Linked DNA regions of Zea mays: region 1 is linked to region 2. Evidence: chromatin contacts called from public Hi-C data. All regions are on one chromosome and are shown on one strand. The core of a region is the stretch at or near the end of the contact, and the rest is flanking DNA. Distances in the headings are between cores, read along the strand shown.

Region 1 (4,971 bases), core at 1,099-3,598, 160 kb before region 2:
CAGAAACAGGTCAGTCCCTAAGCTTCAAGTTGGCCATGAGCCCGTGACTATCTAAACAACATAATGATCTGCATGGTTTTTCAATATAGAAATAGGCCACAAAATCAGGCAACCCACTCACTACCAGATGAAGGTGAAAATAATAACCGCAAGTACTGACACTGATGTCAAGTCGGCCAAAATACTAGTAGTGTGCTGCAACAGTGCTTATCCGTAGACAAATTTGTTGACTAGTTGCTAGGCACATACAAGTATACAACTTGGATATATAGATAAATCAAGGATTAAAACTTTTCAATCTGAAAATTTCGTTGCTATTGCTTAGCATTAGAGAGTAAAAAGCCAATTAATCATATTTCATGACTAATCAACAAAGCTGCGTCTAAAACTGCTTGGACCTTAGTTACGAATCCATATCACACGCATGAAAAGCAAGGGTGCTCCTATTTGATCATAAGAGTGAGTTAGAATCATGAGCTTAGACCGTTAGATTATCAACATGGCCAATAACAACATGAATGATAAAAATTGGGGAAACAATCTCTCCTTCATTACACAAATCAGAAATTCCTGTTTGTGGTGGGGAGGAGTTAGATTGGGACACCCAGAAGATCAATTTTAAAAACTCTCCTTCATTACAGAAATCAGAAATTCCTTAAAAAATGGCGCTCTCTTATATGAAATTAATTTGCCACCTTCCGCAGTCCCACTATGTCAGTATGCCATAAACTAATATCTCAGTGCAAAAAAACAAAATCTAAACTAGCTTTAGTAGAATTGTTTTTATTGCTAAGTGGAACAGGTTAGATAAACTGGAGAAGGATGAGTGATGGACCAGATCTTTGAATTTCAAATAAGCCTGATCAGGCATGGTTTCTTTCAATACATAAACTGATTATAGAAATGGATACAGACAAGAAAAAAAATTACCAATATCTAACAGCCTTGCATCTGGAGCAACGAGTCTTTGCAGGGGCATGGCAAGTTGCACATTCATGGTATTCCTGTCTTAATGCAGGCATAGGTCTGAAATAGGGCATAGTTCTCAAGGAAGACCCTGGCAGAATAATGTCTGGGCACGCCATTGTTTCCTCTCTATAGGCTTCTTCTGCAGCTCGCTGAGCAAGCACACTTACCCTTGCCTTCTTACTTGCAGCATCATGCCATCTCCCGAGAAGAAAATAAGCTACCACAGGAAGTACAATGAAGACAAGAAAGAGTGCAGGCAAATCAGCTTCCCTCGGTTGGAGCATGTCCCTAACAGAATACTGAGATCCAGCTCCAGAAGCTATCTATTTCAGCTCGGAAAAACATTCCAGAATACTTATTGACCTACAGGAAAGAGAATATTAAGAAAATGAAAATAAGCCTACATTTTATTCTGCCATAAAATGGAATGAAATAAGAAAAAGCTAAAGCCTCCAAAAACTTTAGGGACAAGCAAGACCCAGCTTAAGCTTCCACAATAAACTGTTATTTTTGCAACAGAACCAAAACAGCTTTTTGAAAAAAGGCTGACTGGGTCTTCATTTTAGGAGTGGTAGGAGTTTACTTGTGCTGGATTCACAACATTTGGGGCTTCCAGTGCGAAGTTGGTCTAACCTTGTATGATGATTTCCATGGCTTTGGCTCACAAGCCCACAGGAGCACAGCAGCTCAGGAGCGTGAAATCGGTACTAACACTCGTACCCCTACACCTTAAAAAATCGACAGAGGAACGAAAAAAACTAGCATGTACTACACGGCAGCACATTCACAAGCGCAAAAGTTCCAAATGAGAGATTTCTGACAAGAGTGCCCAGGCCCTGATATCAAAATGAGAACCCTAGAAGCTCCCAGATCCCCAGCACTAAGCCGCATGCCAACACGGCCACTGAAATGCCCCACTCGACTCCACCGACACGACCATCCGCAGAAGAAGAACAAAGCAGCCGGATTCCATTGCTTCCCAGCTACCGACTTGCGCGAAAAGCGGGCGGACCTCCGGCCTAAAAATTCGATGTTCGCAACAAAAGGCACGGGAGGAGAGCAGGAAAAACAGCGCCTAGGGTTTACCGAGAGTAGGAATGGCACTCCGGCCGGATCTCCAGCCAGATAACGCAGGAGGCGCAGGGCCACGGCCGACGGCTGGCCCGAGAGAGATCGAGGCCGGGGGACAGTGCGGCGCCCCTTCGGCGGCGGGAAGGCGATTGGGAATCGGGAGCGGTGGTGCGAGCACTGGCTCCGGATGCTCTCCAGTCTCCAGTGATGAGTCTCCAGTCGCTTGGCTACTGTGCTCTCTGCCGTCTCTGCGCTCCAGAGTCTCGATCGGGGTGTCGTGAAGAATTTGCTACGCTCCGCGTACCTGCTGGGTCTCCAGTCTTCATTTTAGGAATTTTCTCGGCCGTCCGATGGAACGATTGGCGGTGGAGATAAAAAGGTGTTTTTATTTTGTTTCTTCTCTACCTCTACCTGCCCGATTGATCATGGATCTGTAATAGGGATGGCAATGAGAATTACTCATGAGAAAAATAGCTCATCATTGTTAGATAAATACATTTGTATAATGAATGATCTTTTAATAAGATAATTATTTATTTTTATCATAACTAACTAGTATATAAAAACATAGTTAGGTGCAAGTTTATCAGGTCTCCGCGGAGAATGGGATAGGGGACGCTTTATCATCCTTAAACTCGTTTATCCGTCGAGGAAGTTTTTTTTCCCGTTTACATCCTCGTGGGGAAAGAAACTTCACATTTCATAATGGAGGAATTCTCCGTAGAAAATCGGGGATCGGAGTCCATTGTCGTTTCTAATCTAGAACCATCGGGGGAGTACAAGCCTGGATATTTTATTATGATATTAATAATTTTTTGTATTTTTCCTTTAGTTATGAATAAATAGAATATAGAATATCTTATGCAAATTCATACACTTATCTTTTTGAATGATAGATATAAGGAATAATTGGATCTATATCGTTAAAAGATTGCAACTTTAGATATATATCATTGATTTTACATGTCATTCACTCATGTAAACCCCACATGTAAGTGAGATAGCAATGGTATATATCGAACGATTTTCCACCTTTTCCACTACAGAGAGCAATTAATGAAAAAATATGTACATTTTTATTCTTGTTTTTCATGATATACTTAACAACATAACTAAAGATTAACACTAAATTGCATTCATATTTATTATAAACTATTAAATTTATTTTAATAATTCGGATGTCTGAATCCATCCCTGCCCTAAGGGAATGAGTGAACACTGAACGCATTACACAATCCAACCTCCATCCCTCCCCTCGCCATAAGAGGTGAGCTACGCTGCAATGGATTGGCCCCCGAGTAAAGATTTCAGCAGATCTCTATATACCCTTTGTTTTTTTTTTTGCTTTACTTTATTTCTAAAATAAAATTAAAAAGAGAGCATACGTCAAATACCAATTGGGTGACTTAGTTCATTTAAATGGCCAATATGTAAATATCAAACGGGCCAGCTTAACTTGAGTTCACCGGATTTTAGTTGCCCAGATAAAAAAAAATAGAAATTACCAAGTGTATACTATTTAGACATCATTCAAATATCTATTAGACATTATTATACCATGGAGCAGGCCACAAAATCGTGTGAATCTCACGAGTTACAACAAACACATGGCAATGACGTTTTTAGATAAACTATTACTCTCGCACTCTAAATTATATATCTTTAAAAAAACTGAACGATTCATGATTTAGAAGGAAGCGAGAAATATGTCGGAAGAAAACCGAACAGTACATGACGCTGGAAAGTGGTCGATGATTTCCTAAAAAGTCGTGTACAATAACCAAATTGAACTCTATCCAATGAATGAATAATGGATATAAATAAATAAATAAATACAGACGCAAAAAATAAATTTGCAACGCATCCAAACCTGAGCTCTCACTCACCAGCTTCTTTGGAGAATTTTTTTTTTTAAGTTGTGCCGTCCTGGACTGGACCTAGCGGTGATGATTCTGTACGGTGGGGCGGGGCTGTGTGTTTTCGCTTCCTCCTCATCAAAAGAACAAAAAGATGCAAACAAGGGAGCACGTACTAGGCAGCAGCACTGGTACTGGTACGGCCGTTGCAATTTTGTACTGTGTTGTATCCCCATGATATTTCTCTGCTCACTTTTTCAAGGGAAATCATCAGGTGCAGCAGGCAAGGGCAGCAACCATACAAAGGGGGCTATTAAATGCTTGTGTAGTTCACAGTGGTCCAGCCATGACGACCGTTGAATGCCCATCTCCTTCCCCCACATGTATTCAATGTTTACTAGCATTGCTGTGTTTAGGGCATGTAAAACCAAGCTACTTCAAATATAAAACACAACTAAAGCACAATATAATACAGTGGATATATCTATAATCTATATCTTACTATATCCATGGTATCAATCAAAGTATTTAATAAATTAAATTGATCAATCAGCTAGTCCTCTGTCTCGAGCATAAAGTTAAGACATAGTGTCTTCGTCAAGATACATGTCTTGAGTTTTTTTACATTTAGCTCCTTAGACACACTCGAAGACACAGCTCAAGACACGCATTATACATGTCCTGAGGGCATTTACAATCTATTAATTAGATGATTCTTAAGAGCAAGTTTAATAATATAGTTAATTGTTTGCTATAAGGGTCTTTGGGGTCTATCTTTTAGCCAATATGTATAAGAGCATGTATAGGTCACAGATAATTGTTGTTTGTATGTATATCGGAAAACGCATATAAACAACATAAACAGATGAATTATGCAGTGGGTTGCTTATTTACACTAGCTATATAGATTTAAACATGTGAAGTATAACACAAGCTATCATTATGTCAATTATGATACAGACATATACAACGTTTGCCTTGGGTGTTGCTAGCCTAGGAGCATGAGCCACAACCGTCCCTTCACTAGGTGACGGCATCGTGGTGGTGAAGGTGCTTTTTGCTAAATTGGTGGTAT
Region 2 (4,938 bases), core at 2,212-4,711:
TGCTCATTTATTCTCAATTTCTCCTGAACTAAGCTCCTAGAAAGCCATTTTAGATATCTGAACATTCTAGTCGTTGTCAGGTATTCCAAAATGATTCTAGTGCTTTTAGAACTTATCCAAGCACTTAAACCACGTAAGGTTCTTCTTTTTCCAAATTATGCTCTTTCTAACTGAGTTTGAATTGTTTTTCGTATTGAAACATTTATTCTCACTCTTATGAACCTGCAACCATCCACTTAGCAAACCAGCCAGTTTATTAAGTTGTGATTGTCACAAACACCAAAATCAATAAAAAATGGCTTAAAGCCCATTTCACTTTCAGAAACTCTATTCACCCCCTCTCAACATCACGATCCTCTCACAACTGTGCTCTGTGATTTTTTTCGATATCCAGCCACTGACACGATATTTATTTCCAAGAATTTACGAATTACAGCCGTATTTCGCTGTTCTACAATGCACGGACGATTCACCTGACATAGCAAGAAAAGCTTCCTCATGCAGCAGCATTTAACGAGATGGTACAAGTGCGAGAGTAGTTGGAGAGGAGGCACAAACCCTAAAGCGTCCACTTTGCCTCTCGGCTGCATGCAAATATGCAAATGAGGGTGACTAGCCCTACACATTAATGAACACTTTGCAGTGTCAGTACCAATCCAGTCCGCTAGCTGGGTGAAAAAGGCTCACGCTTCGCCAAAGATCCTGAAGCAAATGCGATGAGTACATTGCACTTGCTGCATATGGCGAAGGCACATGCCTCCTGCCTGATGAGTTCTGGTCAAGCGTCGCAATGAAGCTATAGTACCAGCCTACCAGGTAACAATTGAGAAACATGCTTCCATTGCCGTGAAAGAAGTGCCATACGGTGTTCTTCGGCGAACAACCAAAAAAGACATTCGGTGTTTCTTGGACCCTGCCAGATTTCTTCCACCTGTACAACCGATGCAATGCGTCAAGCATGAAACCGAAAGAAGTCACCGGGCGTACCGATGCAGGCGCCCTCGCTCGCTTTCCTTACGCACGATTGGACCTGAAGTAGCACTTCAAGTTCAAATGGTAGCTTGAGCTGCCTCTTGATCCCCATCGTCCACCTGTGACTGAAAGGCTTTCTGGAGCTGCTGCTGAAGCAGCGCTCTGAACTGGCGGGCTGAAGCCAGGCTCTCCTCCATCTTTGCCTTCTTAGCAGTCAGGTCGGACTTCCTAGCTTCTGCAGCAGCAATCTCCGTGTTGTTCGAGTACATCTCGCTGCTCTGCAGCTCTTGCAGTGTAGATTTCAGCTGTAGTAGTTACAGGAACCGTCCGTTAATTAGAAGCAGATGCAAATTCACAACATCAGCAGAACAGTAATTCGGTCCTATATGAATGCACAGCGACACAAACAATGCAAATAATAATAATAATAATAATAATAATAATAATAATAATAATAATAATAATAATAATAATAATAATAATAATAATAATAATAATAATAATAATAATAATAATAATAATAACAATGTAGGTGTAAGTGCTTGGTGGGATCTTGATCAATGGCTCTTTATTCGTTGGCTCAGGTCAGTAGATCTTGAGCTGTGTGCCATTTGGGATAGTTCCTCGCTGCTGTGCTCAATTATTGCACTGCAAACCTAACAAGATGGACCCGATCAAAAATTTCTTAGGAGAGCAGACTCTTATATACAAGAATAGCTCATCTTTTAAATACATATTAATGTTATTTGGACAGGCCGTCTTTTAAATTCATATAAATGTTATTTGGATGCTTGTGAAGTTAATGGTCATGTGCGGACCAAGATCCATGACTCTCCATGAATTGTTTTCATGCATCCAGCGAGTAAAGTTATAGCTACTATGATAAGGTAGACTGACAGAGAATCCACCAAGATGTTATATATGTATGTGTGTGTACACACACAGCTCCCATGAACATCTATTTCTTGCTACCTAGGGCAAATAGAACAAAATTACCCAGCAACGTTCCTTTTTACAGATCTAGTATCGACAATAACTTTATGATCCAAGTACAACCATAAATAGCGCCCTATCCTTCTCGATGATAACATCACACATATAAGAGATACATTAGAATCTATCAGAAGATCATTTGACACCATAAGTTCATAAGACATACCTGTTAATGTTCATATAATTTAGTAAGGGATAGACCAAATAAAATACATGTTAGCCTTTACTGATCATCACATAAGTCATAACTCATAACCATGCTCTTTTTCGCTCTGTTTGCATAGTGAAGCCACAATGTTTGTTCGGACCAACACAGGCTTGACAATAATTCAAATCCTTCTCAGGAGGCAACAACCATGGCCCAAGAATTTATCACCCGCATTGATCCGGTCCATCTGAAATGCAATGAAATGGCAAGGCAACAATTTGACTAAATGGCAAGGCAACAATTTGACTAGATGGCAAGAGCTAGCTTCCAGCTTCCCATGTGGTCCCTTCCATCGGGCAGGCCAACAAAGATCAATCAACAAACTACAGGCTACTGGCTAGTTTTTAGACGAGAAGACGGGCTAGTGTATAGATCAGACCAAAGCATATTAAACACATCTGCCCTATACCCTATTATTGCCGGTTGATCTGAGCAAGCCCAAGCGAACAGAATTAGTAACGATTTACCAGTTTCACCCAGATGCCAAGCAACTAGTTGCAACCAGGCTGAACTGTGAATCTGTGATGAGCTCAATAGATAATAGTTTATGGATGTAAAGTATGGGGACCATACTCGAGATACCAAATCCCTCAGCCTCTGCACTTCCTCGCGAGTCTCCGCCTCGAACCGCCGCGACTCCGTCTGGAACTCCTCCATGTCCTTCCTCTTGGCCTCGTAGAAGCGGTCCCAGCCTTGTTCCCTCCTCTCAGCCTCCTCGATCTCACCCCTTACCGAGCTGCGCGCCCGATTAGAGCATGCAGATTAACCAAAAACGAAATGCCCTGAGTTGTTTCAGGGTGGAGGGAGAGAAAGTGAGATGGGCTGCCTTTTGGCTACCTGAGGTCGCGGGCGACAAGGAGGCGGCGCGCGCGGGCGGCGTCGATGTCGGCGCGGGCGGCGAGGGCGCGGAAGGCGAGGTCGGCGGCGCGGCGCTCGAGGAGGAGACGGCGGCACTCGAGTCGGCGCGTGGCGGCGAGCTTGGCCGAGAGAATACGGGACTTGGCGGCCTGGGTCTCCTTCTCCGCCTGCGCATCAAGGCAAGGGGAGGAAAGGGGCGCCGCGGTGAGGCCACGGAGTCAGGGTTTGGAGGGTTTCGGGGAGGAGGCAGATGAAGGAATTCGAGATGAGGAGGGGAGCGTCGTAGGAGACGTTGAGGAGGGCGAGGCGTTGGTTGCGGGCGTCCTCCATCTGCCGGACGCGTTCCTCGAAGGCGGCGGAGAGCTCCATCGTGGCGGGCTGGCGGCCGTCAGCGGAGGTGAGCGGTGGTTTGGGTTTGATTGGGCGGGAAATGTTCGCGGCTTGACCGTCTGGACAGAAACGGACGCTCACGATCAGAGACTGTCTACATACAACTTTTATTTTAAATAATATCTCTATCAACAATTCTAAGACTTTTCTATCTCTACAACTAAAAAACCTTCAAGAGAATTTCTATTTCTTTTCTAATTATCTATTTTCATTTTAAATAATTATCAAATTTTGAATGCTCTAGAGATAATAATTAATGGCTAAAATTAGTTAGCGACATCTAAACTCTAGCTAATAATTCAGTTATTAGCTATTTTTAGTAAATTAGCTACTAGTTATTTTTCCCATTCATGAGTGAGGTAGAAATATTGATTTTTCTTTGTAATAACAGCATGGAGACATCTTAGACCAGCTATTACTAAGACGCGTATTTTTGCTATTATAAACCACATTCTAAGCGGCTTCGACATAATAGTCGCAACAATTTGTGATTAGTTAGGTCATGTTTGGTTTCTTTAGTTTAGGGACTAAAATTTAGTCCATAACATTTTTGGTTTTAGAGGCTAAAAATACTAAGAATATACTAAATGACTCATAAGAAGACTAAAATGACTCTTAACATTCTCCTGCTATTAGTATAATTGAACTAAATGAGGGGTAAATGTGTAATTAATATGATTTAGTCCATTTTAGCACATATGTGAAGGACTAAAGACTAAATCATTTTAGTCCATATTTTAGTCCTAGTGTTTGACAAAAAAGGGACTAAATGAGACTAAAAACTAGAGACTAATCTTTAGTCCCTCTAACCAAACACCCCCTTAAAATGACCCTTTCTACCGTGTTCAACCGTCACAATAGAATTATTAGGCAACTTAAAACAGAGCAGGGGCAAAATGGTCTGTTCACGTGGCTAAAAACATAAAAGAGAAAAAATAGTTTAAATTGACTAATAATTCTATTGTAACGGTTGAACGCGGTAGAAAAGACTGTTTTATCGAATTCCAAATTGTAGGGACTATTACGTAGAAGCCGCTTGGAATGAAATTTATAATAGCAAAAAAAAAAAGCTCTACTAAAACACCCGCTCTGCATCGCTAAACTCTTTGAAATGCTTTGTTTGAGATTTGCCATTGGTGCCGAAAAAGGGGAACAAGAGTAAGTCATGATGTCCTCCCTAACATGACCTTGTTTAGATTTGTTGACAATCAAACCCCTGCTGGCCTGTAGGCTGCATAAAGACAATCCTTTCTAGACATTTCATCTCAGGATGTTTCTCATAGTTCTGAATCACAAGCTTTCATTTTATGCCATGATACTGCATTAGTGGTTAATTCCCCATTACTGGTGTTTTTATTGTCTCACCTTTATTTAGTTATCTAAAAAATTACTAATGGAATTAACTAGCAAACTATTAACTAATTTACTAAAAATAGTTAATAGTTAAACTATTAGTTAGGTTGTTTGTATGTCTCCAACTAATTTTAAACACTAACTATTAGCTCTAATGCATTCAA

Evidence for each region. Hi-C and Micro-C count contacts between places; a contact is called where the count stands out from the background.
Region 1: a Hi-C map of endosperm shows a contact between it and region 2, with 1.8 times the contacts expected there. The contact joins the promoter of LOC103654750 here to the promoter of LOC100277894 in region 2. A contact is called at or near these places in 11 of 25 Hi-C or Micro-C datasets (bundle sheath, ear, endosperm and 4 more).

Annotation. Positions count from the first base shown.
Region 1 is chr4:235,518,254-235,523,224 of Zm-B73-REFERENCE-NAM-5.0, reverse strand. LOC103654750 (ubiquitin carboxyl-terminal hydrolase 15) reads right to left here and starts at 2,348. Exons shown (of 15, transcript XR_566309.3): 1 at 2,056-2,348; 2 at 931-1,332.
Region 2 is chr4:235,357,837-235,362,774 of Zm-B73-REFERENCE-NAM-5.0, reverse strand. It overlaps LOC100277894, which reads right to left and starts at 3,461. Exons shown (of 4, transcript NM_001361302.1): 1 at 3,323-3,461; 2 at 3,011-3,198; 3 at 2,747-2,900; 4 at 540-1,277. The coding sequence starts at 3,400. The coding sequence ends at 1,050.